Regions from separate parts of the Sus scrofa genome. Here region 1 is linked to region 2. The links are chromatin contacts, called in public HiChIP or PLAC-seq maps. All regions are on one chromosome and are shown on one strand. Each heading gives the region's core, a stretch centred on a gene start, on an enhancer-like site or on the middle of the called end of the contact. The rest is flanking DNA. Distances are from core to core; before and after follow the strand shown.

Region 1 (6,324 bases), core at 2,673-5,172, 190 kb after region 2:
TATCCTTTTTATTAGTGAAAGAGGCTTGAACGTTGATGAGAAGAATACAAATAAGAGATGCTGAAAACCTCAGCGATGGAAGAGGTGGGTCCAAGGCATTGACTGAGGAACAGCTTCTCTATTTCTTTCAGAAACATTTCATTGAAATGCTCTTCTCAAGTCTGGGGAGGAGTCCCCCTGTGTCCCCTAGAACTCTGTCCTTCCCCTGTAGGGTATTTTCTACCAGTTGGTGATCACCTGCATACTTGCTAGGTGGTGTGTGTGAGCCACCTGTGAGGGCAGGGTGGCATTCACCCCTGTGACACCATTGCCCAGCACAGTGAGTCTCAAATTTTTTTTTTATGTCCTTAAAAAAGGATGGAGGACCCTAAAGAGCTTTTGTTTATGTGGGTTATATGTATTCACATTTGAAGGATTTGAAATCAAAACTGGGAAATATTTTACACATTTATTTATTTGAGAATAACATGGGTGAACCCATTACCCATTAGCATGAGTACAATATAGTTCATGAAGAATAACTCTCTTTTTCCATAAGATAAATCAGTGAGAAGAGTGGGATTGTCTTAGAATTTTTGAAAATCTCTTCAATACTGACTTAGAAGAGGGCTGCTGGATTTGCATATCTGCTTCCATATTCAGCCAGTCATGGTACCACACATGATGCAACTTTTGGAAAGCTCTTTGACAACACACGAGAGATTGAGAGAGAAGAAGGTAAATATTATTGTAAAATAGTTTTGACCTTGGGGCCTGTGAAAGGAATCCATGGACTCTGAGAACCTCTGGCCCAACCTGAGAGATAAACATGAATTACTTCATTAACTGGAGCTTTTAACTCATTCCCAGAAACTCCCATCCCTCTGTCATTCTTTCCAAAAAACAAAACAAACAAACAAACAAAAAAAAACCATACAACTTAAGGCAAGATTTATAGAAGTCTTATGAAAAAAGAAATTCTCCTTTAGGCAATTGGCCTTTATTGCTCAATTTCCAAGCAGCTTCCATGGTGAATTTTATTCAGGATTGAAATTATTCAATGTGAAATAATTTGTGGAAACGTGGAAACTTCACCCAAAGATCTGCCATTTTGACGGCATCCACAAAGAGCACACTCATTTTTGCATAAAATATTTTTATAGGGGCATCATCAAATTTAATTTCAAATAAATGATCTCATTTCGCTTGAGAAATGATTCCTTCAGTGATTATTAACCAGCAGAAGTTGTCTCGACCATGCTTTTTCCACATGCTGGAACCATTTCAGCTTTAGAGGACTCTGGGCAGGGAGGCTGGTGCCCTCAGGTTCATGGTCCTGTTCACGTTTAGCTGTCTGTGTCACCTCCGCTTGGTCACTTCCCCTCTTTGAGCCTCATTGTTATTTTCTTCCATAAAACTTAGACCAGTGGTTCTCACCCATGTGAAGAAACAATCAGAAGTCAAGGACTTTTCCTTGACTACCATACTCTTTGCTAAACTCCATAAAATAGTGGCAAATTTAGTTAGGCTGCAAGGAATAGCAAAAATTTTAGACTTAGGAAATATGATTTATTATATGGTCCCTGTACCTGGTCAAAACTAGGAATACAGAAATTAAAAAGAAGAGAAAGGAGGGATTTTTTGTTTGTGTGTGGTGTTTGTTTGTGTGTTTGTCTTTTGTCTACTTAGGGCCACACCTGAGGCATCTGGAGGTTCCCAGGCTAGGGGTCAAATCAGAGCTGTCGGCCTACACCACAGCCACAGCAACGCAGGATCTGAGCCACTTCTGCAACCTACACCACAGCTCACCTCAATGCTGGGTCCTTAACCCATTGAGCGAGGCCAGAGAGCGAACCCGAGTCCTCATAGATACTAGTCGGGTTGGTTAACCACTGAGCCTCGACAGGAACTCTTGGGGAGAAGAGGGAGTTCTTGTTGTGGCTCAGTGAAAACAAACCTGACTAGTATCCATGAGGATGCAGATTCAATCCCTGGCCTTGCTTAGGGGGTTAAGGATCCAGCATTGCGGTGAGCTGTTGTGGTGTGGGCCGCAGAAGTGACTTGGTTCCCGGGTTGTTGAGGCTGTGGTGTAGGCCGGCAACTACAGCTCTGATTTGATCCCTAGCCTGGGAACTTCCATAAGCCATGGATGCAGCCCTAAAAAGAAAAGGAAAGAAAAAAAAAAAAAGTTCAGCCAACTAAATATGGGGTACTATTTGCAAATTACCCTATTTTCTCATTCATTGCATCTTATTGCTAACTATCATTTGCAGTGCCATTGGTTTTTGAGAAAACCTACAAAAACTTTAAAGAAATGCTATGCACTAACTACTTCTGCTAACTGAGAAAAGTCTAGCTTTCAATGGTAGCCGTGAAACTCCTCCCTCCTGCGTGGGAAACTGTGATGGTCAGTGAAAGCAGGGTCCCTACTGGCTTGAAAAATTCTAACATTCTCTGGTTTTACTATATTTCAACAAAACAGCCAGCCTTACCTCACAGAAGTCTGACCTCTGAGTGTCAGAAAAGTGTCTACTCAATTCCCTAATCTGCAGCTAACGTCAGGCCTAGAGAGGCTCTGAGGTTTTCCTAAATTGACCTTGCTCCCTATCGGCCAGTCTGGACTCAGAACTTGAGTCTCCTATCTCCTGGTGGTCTCAGTGTTTTTGCATCTTGCAAGCTTTCCTGATAATAAATAGCATACACACCCCAGTGCATATACAGTTAATTCTCTGTTGATGTTCTGTCATCATTTGTAACTTAGCCAACAATTATTTCCTCAGTTGAGAAGCTGACATGAGAAATCTCATCCCTGGCACATTAAGATTCTTGTTTATTTATAAGTTAAGATTTAATTAAAATCCACTTTTTTTAAAACCAGAAGAGATGGAAAAATAAATATGCAAAGCAGTGAATTTAATTGTGAATTGATTAGGACACTGTTCTTTAGGTCTCTGTCTTTGTTCTGTTACTCATGGTGGGTTCCACTGAATCTTGTTCAGTTTGGGAGCTCTAATGAAGTACCTGTGTTTGTCATTGACACCGACATTGAATCTGCATTTATCTGTTGCAGAGAATGGTGAAAGATCCCCAAAAGAAGTTTGTGGCTTTCCAGGGGGAGAAGACTCCCTGGATCACCTTAAGAACCATAAATGGCCTTCTGGGACTGAAAATTAAGGACCCCTAAAGCTCCCCTTCTGGGACTGAAAATTAAGGACCCCTAAAGATGGGAACACCTGCAATGGTGACAGCAATGATGCCACAGTTCCCACTTCCTCCTTGGAAAATCAAAATTAAGGAAAGAAGATGTGTCATGACACCTACTCACAAATCAAAATATATACCCTGGTGATTCAAACCCACTCTGTTGCCCAACTAATAGCCAGCTTGTTACACAATTTATATCTCTGGTTCCTAAAGAACAATTTGGTCTCTCAGTCCAACACTAGAATGTGGTTGAAAACAGGTCTCATTTGTCACAGTCTTATTTCACTTAGCTTATTAGGCCTATGGAAATGCTTCTAGGTCACAGTGCTATTTGCAACATGAAATCTAGCTGGCTTTTTTCCTACTACTAATAATTCTCCTACCTGTTAGGGCCTGCCACAAAGTTTAAAGAAGCTTTCCATCCAATTATTATCACTCTTGCAAGGATTTTGGAATTATTTATAGTGCTAACACAAAGATGTGTTCTCATTTATTATAACAAGGTCCTATGTCACAGGTGGTGTTACTGAAAAAAAAAAAAAGCTAAGGCTATTTGACACTAACGAAATCACAGGATTGTATGGATGGAGGAAATCATATTTTGTAGTGTAAGGTTCAACCACATCTGATCTTTGGAAAATTCAGAAAATCCTAGTAAGGGTTGTACACGGTCTCTTGAGACTCAATTTTCTGCACATAGCTGTGGCTCAACAAATGTTTGTTGACTCGCCCAGGAAGTCATTCAGCTGTCTTTAACGGTCTCCATTATTCAAGGACTGCTCAGTTGCTTTCTTCCCTCCAGCAGCAGATGAGAACAGAGACCGCATCTTCTGTTACATAGCCCAAGGCAGCCTCACCGGCCACCGTGGCCACCAGGTCCTCCTTCAGTTTTCCCTTCTCCAACCAGCAGAAGCAGTTTGGTGCCTGTCCCAAAGGAATCCAACAAGGAGAGGCAAGTATTTTTTTTCTTTACAATTGAGGACTCATTTTTTTTTTCTCTTTCTTTCTTTTAGATTCAATTCTTTAGATCACTCTGTGAACAGGACGTGTAAAGTAAAATCATTTTTAAACACTCATTTGTCTATTAAGTTTATAGTTATTACGCACTGAACCATGTGCCAGGCACTGGGCTGTACGCTGGTAAGTCAAGCCTACTGAAAACGTAATAAGGGCCATATTTGACACTTATATTTTCTTTTTTCATCGGTGGAACTGTCCCCTACAATCTATGGGGTGCTTTCAAAGTTGTACTATTTTTTGATTAGCTGAATTACAGCGATTTTTTAATGGAGAATTTGGGGATTTTTAAGAGAGGAAAAGATAAATGTAAATGCTCATTTAAAACACTGCATACATTAATTTTAAAGCTAGATATACAGTTGTAAGCACTGAGTAAAATAAATATCTCATGTTTTTCATGCTTTTCTGAACATTTTCCCTCTATTTTCTATTAACAAATCTATTTGACTTGGTGTTAAGAAAATCGTACGCTTTTAAAAGTTGCTTTCTATCTTGTAGAAATGGGAATTAGAATGTAGAATTACTGATCAATTATGTATGATAAGGGAAATTCTACCTAATATACTTTTTCTGTCATTTTTACAGTCCTTTGGATAACTGGAAACTGTATTTTATACACATGAAACTTCATCTGTTTGTGTTGCTGACTTCCTGTGGTTTCACAACTGCTGAGTCAACTGCAGGGTGCTAGCTCTTTATCTAAGAGATTAATTCATTCTCTCAATCTTTATTTACTCTGCCTTTGACCTTGGCTCATGCTGTAGTAAACATTCTTTGAAGTCTAAATAAATATCAGATTTATAATTTCAAAGGGCAGAAACTTCAATGCGCATGCATTCAGTGTTATATCACAGTCCTGTTAGAACAAGTCAAATAAATTAATGTCCCAAGTTCAGAGTGCAATTTAACAGAAAGGTGGACGAGTTGGACAGCTGTCTTCTTTCTGGATGAATCCTTGGACTCCGGAGCTGGGATGCCTATTCTAAGTAGGCTATTTGATAAGTAAAACAGAACCTCACTGAAGAAAATTCTGCCCCAAAATGAATTCGTCAGTCCCATCTATTTACACATTTAATCAAATGGTTTTAGCTCCAAGAAAATGAGAGTTGCAACGTTTATTTCAGGTTCTCTCTTGTTTTTTTTTGTATTTTTTTTTTTTTTCTTTTTTGCCACACAGGCAGTATGTGGGAATTCCTGGGCCAGGGATTGAACCTACGCCGCACAGCAGCAACCAGAGCCACAGCGGTGAGAACGCAGGAGCCTCAACCCGCTAGGCCATCAGAGAACTCCCGCTTTGCAGGCTCTTTTTAAAGAATCTTATATTTTGTCAAGCCTCTCAAAATTAAAGCATGAGCTCCCTCTGCTGAAGGAATTAAAGTATGAAACAGAATCTAAAATATTTGTGCAGTGCCTGTGATACCAGTAAATTCTTAGAGACATGAGCAACTGTGAAGTGTGAAAAATAGTTTCTTTTTCAAAAACTCATGACTCTAATATGAGGAGGAATGGAAAGACAGAAAAGAATCATTTACAAGCTAGTGATTCATTAGTTAAGGTTTTTTCCCCCCTAAGCCTGACTCCTGGCATGGCAACATTTTATAACCACCACTGATGGGATCACTAAGGTGTGTTGATGAGCCTCTGTGCTCACACTGACCCTATTACCTGGCTTTGGTTCTTTATAGCACTCATCACATCTGAAACTACAGTACTGATTTATTCATTGATCTGGTGATGCCTCTCGCCCCCTACTAGAATGCTGACTTCCTGTTAGAGAAGACCTTGTCTGCTCTCAGCCCCGAGAATGGTACCAGGCACGCAGTAGGTGCACAGGAATATTTGTTTAATGGGTGGAGGAAGTGAGGGAGGCAGGAAAGTAGGTTAGCATTTGCTTCAAGTGTCACCCAGGAATATGATTCCATTAGAGAACAATTCAGTGCCAGTCATACAGAACTGGATACCATAGCAGGAAATGAGAGAGAGAACTACTGAAGCCACAGTGAAAGGTTGTGCAATTCAAGCTCCGTCCTAAAGATGAGGAGGGTTTGAGCAAGTAAGACAAAGAAGCAAGCTTTGCGCTAGACACTGAGATACAATGGTCTAAAAAAGATCCCCGCAGAG
Region 2 (6,469 bases), core at 560-3,059:
TAATACAATTTCTGACGCCCTCGGGCTTTCATGTCATCTACATAGAAGCTGCACTCTCACATTTTCCAAGAAATTAAGGGATAAGTTCTTGAAAGAGCTGCGATTGAAGCAGAAGCTCCAAATATTCAAGAATCTTCTCAGAAGGCAGCAATATCCGTCTTTTTCCAACTTTAGCAAACATGCTAACCTTTTCTTTCTATAAAGTGCTCTCTGTTTAAAACAAGTTTCTCTTCTCCGTTTCAGGTCCCCAAATTCATCTCTGTCGCTGAGCGAAACTTTACTAAGGTGTAGAGGGCTTTCGGGTAAAAGAAGGGAAAGTGTGAGAAGCCATGTTATAAAATGAAAAGTTGTTAAATAAACAAGTAGGACAGAGTATTGACTGACAGTTACTGTAAAATTCTGTTTGTCTTAGCTCCAGCCTACCTCAGCTCGTGTCTAGCTAGCGAATATGAAATGTGTATGGGCTGTCTGAGGCAACACATGTGAACAAAGAAAGATTAGCTTTTCTGTAACAATGTGCACCATGCAAAGCTCATGAGGCTGACAGGGCTCTACGTGAAAATGGTCTCTCTGAGGCTGCACCACCAACCAAATTCCCTGAATATGAAATTCTAAAAACAGCTGGAAACCACATTTTTTTTCCCTGTTAGTTAATTCATGATGTTTCCTTTTCTGGCTGTACAACAGGCTTGAAATCCTGCATTTGATTTCATCTGATTGAAACAGGCAGCCCTCAACAAAGAATCACTTGGAGTTCCCAACGTTGCACAGCAGAAACCATGAGTTTTCCAGTTCGATCTCTGGCTTCACACGGTGGGTTAAGGATCCGGTGTTGCCGTGAGATGTGGTGTAGGTTGCAGACGCAGCTCGGATCTGGCGTTGCTATGGCTCTGGTGTAGGCCGGCAGCTGTAGCTCTGATTCGACTCCTAGCCTGGAACCTCTGTATGCCACAGGTGTGGCCCTAAAAAGCAAAAAAAAACAAAAAACAAAAACAAAAACCCAAAAAAAAACATAGAATCACTCATTCACTCTTCACTGGCTGAGGAATCAGCAACTTGTTGACAGTCTTCAGCATTTGGGAAATGACAGTAGTTTCCATAATTAAAAAGTTCCTGGTTAGCTTAGGAATACACATATGTAACTCATTTAAAAATACTTTCCATTTGCTGGAGTAGAAGCCGTTTCCTTTCATTTTACTAAGTGCGTTCTTTCTGCTTCCCCATCCTCACTTAATGTAGATTAAAGCTATTCAAAGGGATTGCAGGCGTAATAACTAAGGCAATCCTTTATAAGGCACCTCATATTCATAGAAATGTTGGCACATTCCCCTTTATGAAACAATTTATTACCACAGTCTTTGTGCACATTCAAAATACTATTTGAGGAAATTCTCTCATGGTGCAGCAGGTTAAAGATCTAGCATTATCTAGCATTGTCACTGTAATGGCTTGGGTCACTCCTGTGGCACAGGCTCCATCCCTGGCTGGGGAACTTCCACACACCCTGGCCGAGGCTGAAACAAAACCAAACAAAAACAGAAAATACCAAAACAAAACAAAACAAAATGTTATTTAAATAAAATTTTTCTATAAACAGTTTCTCAGGGACAGCCAAATATGCTTGTACATGAATTCCTTCTTTAGAAATCAAAGTGTAGTTGGATAATAATTATATGGTATTTAACCATGGACTGGGAAGTGAATCAACCATTTTCTCAATGTGAGCACTCGCTAAGGAAGCAATGGGATTCAGTCTGTGAATGAAAAGGAAATTGCATCAGCAATTCTAGCAGGAGCAGTAATGCAAGAAGAGACTGCCTTTCCCCTTTCTCAGAAGTCAGGCAGTGTGTCTGACCTCTCTGGGGTTTCATGATCCACAGTCTCTGAATTACTCTAAACAACCTGACAAGTTATATAACTGTTACGGTCATTACTAATGGTAATTGTGGTCATTAGCAATAATGACCGAATTAAAGAACTTTCACCAGCAACTCCTTTGTTCTAACAGGATAAATCCTGCAAGGTCAGAAATCAGTTTCTGCACCCCTTGAAGACTGCAACCAGATCCATTTTATAAAATAATTGGGGGGACAAGGGGTTGGCCCTGTCAGCAATTTACTGGAGGCCTACTGTGTACCAGGCGACAGAGTCCCTGTCTAGCAGAAGACAGACACGTAATCTAATACCATAATACCTTCCTGCTCAAAAACTTTAAATATTAAACAAATTCACACTTTTACATCTACTTCCTCCTTCTAGCTTTTCCTTTGGTCAGTGATGCTGCGTCACTCTATGGAAATCAGATTATATGGCTAAAATGTGTGTGTGTAGAGGGGTCTTTATGCACAGCCTTAACTTTGCTGAACCTCATTTTCTTGATCTTTAAAGGATTGGAAAAGACTGCCTTCATTACGTTGTTCTGAAACTAAAATGCAAAATCAGCACATTGAAATAAAATAGATGACAATACTTTATAAACTATAACTTAAGGCAATACTGGAACAAAAATTTGTTATTGAAAAATACAAATGAAACGAAGTCCTCGGTAGATCCCTACTGCCAGCCTCAGGCTCACTACCATATAAATAACCAGGTTTAATCAGGGCAAAGCAGTTTTCAACACAGATTCCCTGCAAGGATAGAGTCAATTCTATTTTTTATGTGAGCAATACATATATATCCCACTCATCACTCAGAATTTCCATTGTGTCCTCTGACCCAACAACCACACAAACCTACTTTTCCAAAGTAAGGATACTGAATCACTATTTATAAAGCACATTTTCCTTTGAAAAATTTTTTATTTTTCCAGGAAGAGCAATGGGTTATGATGAGTTACCAACTCTTTAATGCTTACAGAGTCTGGTATGAGGCAAAATGTATGAACCTAACCCCGAGGGAACCACACCCAAATAAAGTAATGTTCAGGTTACTGGAACATTCTGAATTTGATTTTGACTCCTGATACCCCTAAGAGATGGTTTGTCCCTTTCCACCTCAGCTGCACCAAGGCCCCGTAGTTACTCCCAAAACTCTTCTCATAAAGGCCAAATGTGCTCTATAGATGTCCCTTAAACTACTTGGTGCAAAAGAAATGCAAGCTGTTGACTGAATCATCCATGATTAATCTTCAAAATATTTCCTTTCCAGATATATGTTTATTATGTGTAAAATACATGTCTATTAGTATAATATGTTCTCATATGAATCAGCAATTCAAAATGTCGTTGGAGTTTCCGTCGTGGCTCTGTGGTTAACGAATCCGACTAGGAACCATGAGGTTGGAGGTTCGATCCCTGGCCTTGCTCAGTGGGTTAAGGGATCTGGTGTTGCCACAAGCTGTGGTGCAGGTTGCAGATGCATCTCAGATCCTGCATTGCTGTGGCTCTGGCATAAGCCAGTGGCTACAGCACCAATTTGACCCCTACCCTGGGAACCTCCATATGCCACGGGAGCGGCCCTAGAAAAGGCAAAAAGAAAAAAAAAAAAAAAAAGGTCGTAGATCAAACAATACTAATAATATCCTAAATGGAAGTTTTCAAAACTCACTGGAGAGGTCCTGGATTCTTTATGACAGTATTTTTCAAGGTGACTGAATATTTTATATATTCTATAGGGGAATATCATTCATAAATCTTTAGTTAAATATTCACTTTTTCTAGCCACTTATTTTAGAAAGTTGCTGGTATTTGGATAGCTATCCAAAATTGGTTTAATAATTTCATACATTAACTAGACAAGAAAGCAACTGCGAAAGTAGAAATAGATAACCTATATAACTGAACAAGCTTTCAAACTACCAAACGGCACCAAGGCTTAGAAATAAGTATAGTCACAGAAAATTTTCACTTTTTATGGAAACGTTTTACTGTATTTTGTGAAAAGTAATGTCTTGAGTATATTTACTCTTTCGAACCAATGTAAGCACTGAGTAAAAACTACCCTGCTTTATGAACTTATTTTTAATACACTGCAGGCATACTGCTCACTGAAGGTAGAAATATGTGATCCAATTATAAAACATAACCTGTACGTGTAAACACATACAAATGAACAGTTGTGAAAAAATAGAAGATTAACTATTCTGTTTAAAAATATTAAATTCAAGTTACATGGAAATTTTATGCATAAAAATCATACTGTATAATCAGAATAACTCAATGGTCATTTCTGAAAAACAAACATTAGCTTTAGTTAAAAAGTTAAACTTTTAACTTCTTTTTCAAAGTGTTTTCAAAATTCACTCTTCGGACTCAAAATATTTCAGCAGTTCATTCCAAAGATGCATTATATCGTTCTTATCCCAAGAAATCTTCCTGTGATGTATAAATAAATCTGCTAACAGAAAAGTGTAGGAAAAGCCAATCTAGGAGAGAAAACGGTTTGATTAAGTGAGAGTCAAAATGTGATCTCAAATTATCGTCTTGCTTTTCCTACCTATCTTTTCACACTACCTTTTGAGACTGAGAGTGATCCTGGCGGAGTTCACCTTGACCTATGTGGTCTCCAACCTCCTGCATCTGTGACAAAGCACAGGGAAGCACTACCACCACCCTCCCCATGTCGCCAGACAGAAAGGTCTAAACCCAACCCCCTTTCCAATCCCTGGCCGCAATGAGAAACATTAAATAAGTACCTAAAAGCTAGAATTATTGCAGCAACACAGTGGACTTCCTTAGCGATGATTGTGCTGGACTGTCTTGTTGCCTTAATACCAGTGAAACATTTTCAAACATTTAAAAACCTGAAATTGCAACTGGCCCTCGACAAGTAAATTGAAACGCTGGGAAACGGAGACACTTGCAATCTCCCTCCTCATCCCTCTTCACACAACCCATTCCTTTTCACACCATTCGTCCTAAACAGAAACTTAAATTTTCACCTCGAGTGCGTCAGCAGAGTGGCACTTATTTGTATTAAACGGGCTGGAAGCTCAGAAGGGCAAACGGGATGTCCTGAGGCCCTGTTTCCATCAATCCGTCTGCCGCTGCCCATTCTCAGTCCACAGGTCCAGGGCGCCGGGGGCGTTGGGGGGCGGCTCCGGGGTCCCCACGGTCCTCGCCGCGGGGCAGGCGGGCGGGGAAGGCCCGGTGGCACACAGGGGAGTCCGCTTCAGTTTTATCACTCGGGGCGGGGTGGCCTTCTTGTCGGAGAGCAGAACCTTAGCTGGAGGTGGGTGCCCAGCTCCGTTCTCAGCACCCGCGGTACCCACCAGGGATGGGACTCTCGTCGGGGCACAGCGCTGGGCTGCCTTTCCTCCCGCAGCCGTGTTCACCGACGCCCTGGCCGGGGACACCCTGACGGAAGCGGAATTCTTGACTTTAATTTGGGTGCTGGTGGAAGGACCCAAAAATCGGACAGGTTTAGGGCCCGTCTTACAGTTCTCGCCTTCTTCCTCCTCTTCATTGAAGGCTGTCAGTCGCCTGTAAATACAGAAGCAGGTCCTTGTCAGCATTTACAGGTTCAGTAACTAATGACAGGGTCTCCAAAGTGTACCTTCAAACAAAAAGGGTCCCCCAAAAGGTTTTTGTCAAGATTTTGAGTGAAGAGGCTTGGAGGTGTCAACCTACCTCGCCTCTCATCTCCCGTCAATAAGTAAATTAGCAGGTTTACAAATGATTATTTCAACTTGAATACACTCTTTTAAACACATATGATGTTAATACCAATGAAGAGTTAAAATTTGGAGTGTTACACCAGAATTACACAGCACATCACTCCTTTCCCCCAAATACTGATGTGATTTTGAGGACAACCAGGGGTGTTCCAAGTTATTTTTCCCGGAATATCAGTTTCAAGAGATTTACTGAGAAAAAAAGGGGTTTGGAGTTCCCATCATGGCACAGCGGAAACGAATCTGACTAGGAACCATGAGGTTGTGGGTTCGATCCCTGGCCTTACTCAGTGGGTTAAGGATCTGGTGTTGCCATGAGCTGTAGTGTAGGTTGCAGACACAGATCTAGCGTTTCTGTGGCTCTGGCACAGGCCGGCAGCAACAGTTCCTATTCGACCCCTAGCCTGGGAACCTCTGGATGCCACAGGTGTGGCCCTAAAAAAAACAGACAAAAGACAAAAAAAAAAAAGAAAGAAAGAAAGAAAAGAAAAAAAAAAAGGGTTTCACAAATATATGAGAAATGCTACGGCATATTTTATTCTCTGCCTGAAACTTTAAAGTCTATATTAATAAAGATTCCACAGTAAAGACGCCTGTTTAGCTTTGTTGAATACATATTTCCCAATCATTCTGTAATGCAACCTTTGGCACCCAGTAAAATTAGTATTCTATGGAACACATTTTGGGAACTGCTAGAATGGTCAAACTGCTTCATGGTACAGTGAGGTGCTTTTTGAATTTGAGAAGTACTGGACAAACCTTCGAAGCTTCCTGAACTGAGTTTGCCATTCACTGTAAAAAAGCCTAAAGAAGGGAACATTGTTTTATCTTATTTCATTCAATTTTTATTCAATT

Evidence for each region. HiChIP or PLAC-seq counts read pairs in DNA pulled down with a chosen protein or histone mark.
Region 1: a contact with region 2 is called in an H3K27ac HiChIP or PLAC-seq map of alveolar macrophages. The contact joins two enhancer-like sites. A contact is called at or near these places in 2 of 47 Hi-C or Micro-C datasets (embryonic fibroblasts and fibroblasts) and 1 of 2 datasets of contacts at active chromatin or transcription factors (alveolar macrophages).

What each region holds. Positions count from the first base shown.
Region 1 is chr15:104,252,894-104,259,217 of Sscrofa11.1, forward strand. No RefSeq gene overlaps it. Among named protein-coding and RNA genes, the nearest start is that of AOX4, 74 kb to the right of the region's middle. Within about 2 kb of position 3,923, at least 7 of the 83 cell types and tissues checked have an H3K27ac peak or open chromatin away from gene starts, as enhancers often do. A contact at or near this core is called in alveolar macrophages, where this site is marked.
Region 2 is chr15:104,067,427-104,073,895 of Sscrofa11.1, forward strand. It overlaps KCTD18 (BTB/POZ domain-containing protein KCTD18), which reads right to left. Exons shown (of 7, transcript XM_003133574.5): 7 at 2,782-5,423. The coding sequence ends at 4,973. Among named protein-coding and RNA genes, the nearest start is that of KCTD18, 29 kb to the right of the region's middle. Within about 2 kb of position 1,810, at least 9 of the 83 cell types and tissues checked have an H3K27ac peak or open chromatin away from gene starts, as enhancers often do. A contact at or near this core is called in alveolar macrophages, where this site is marked.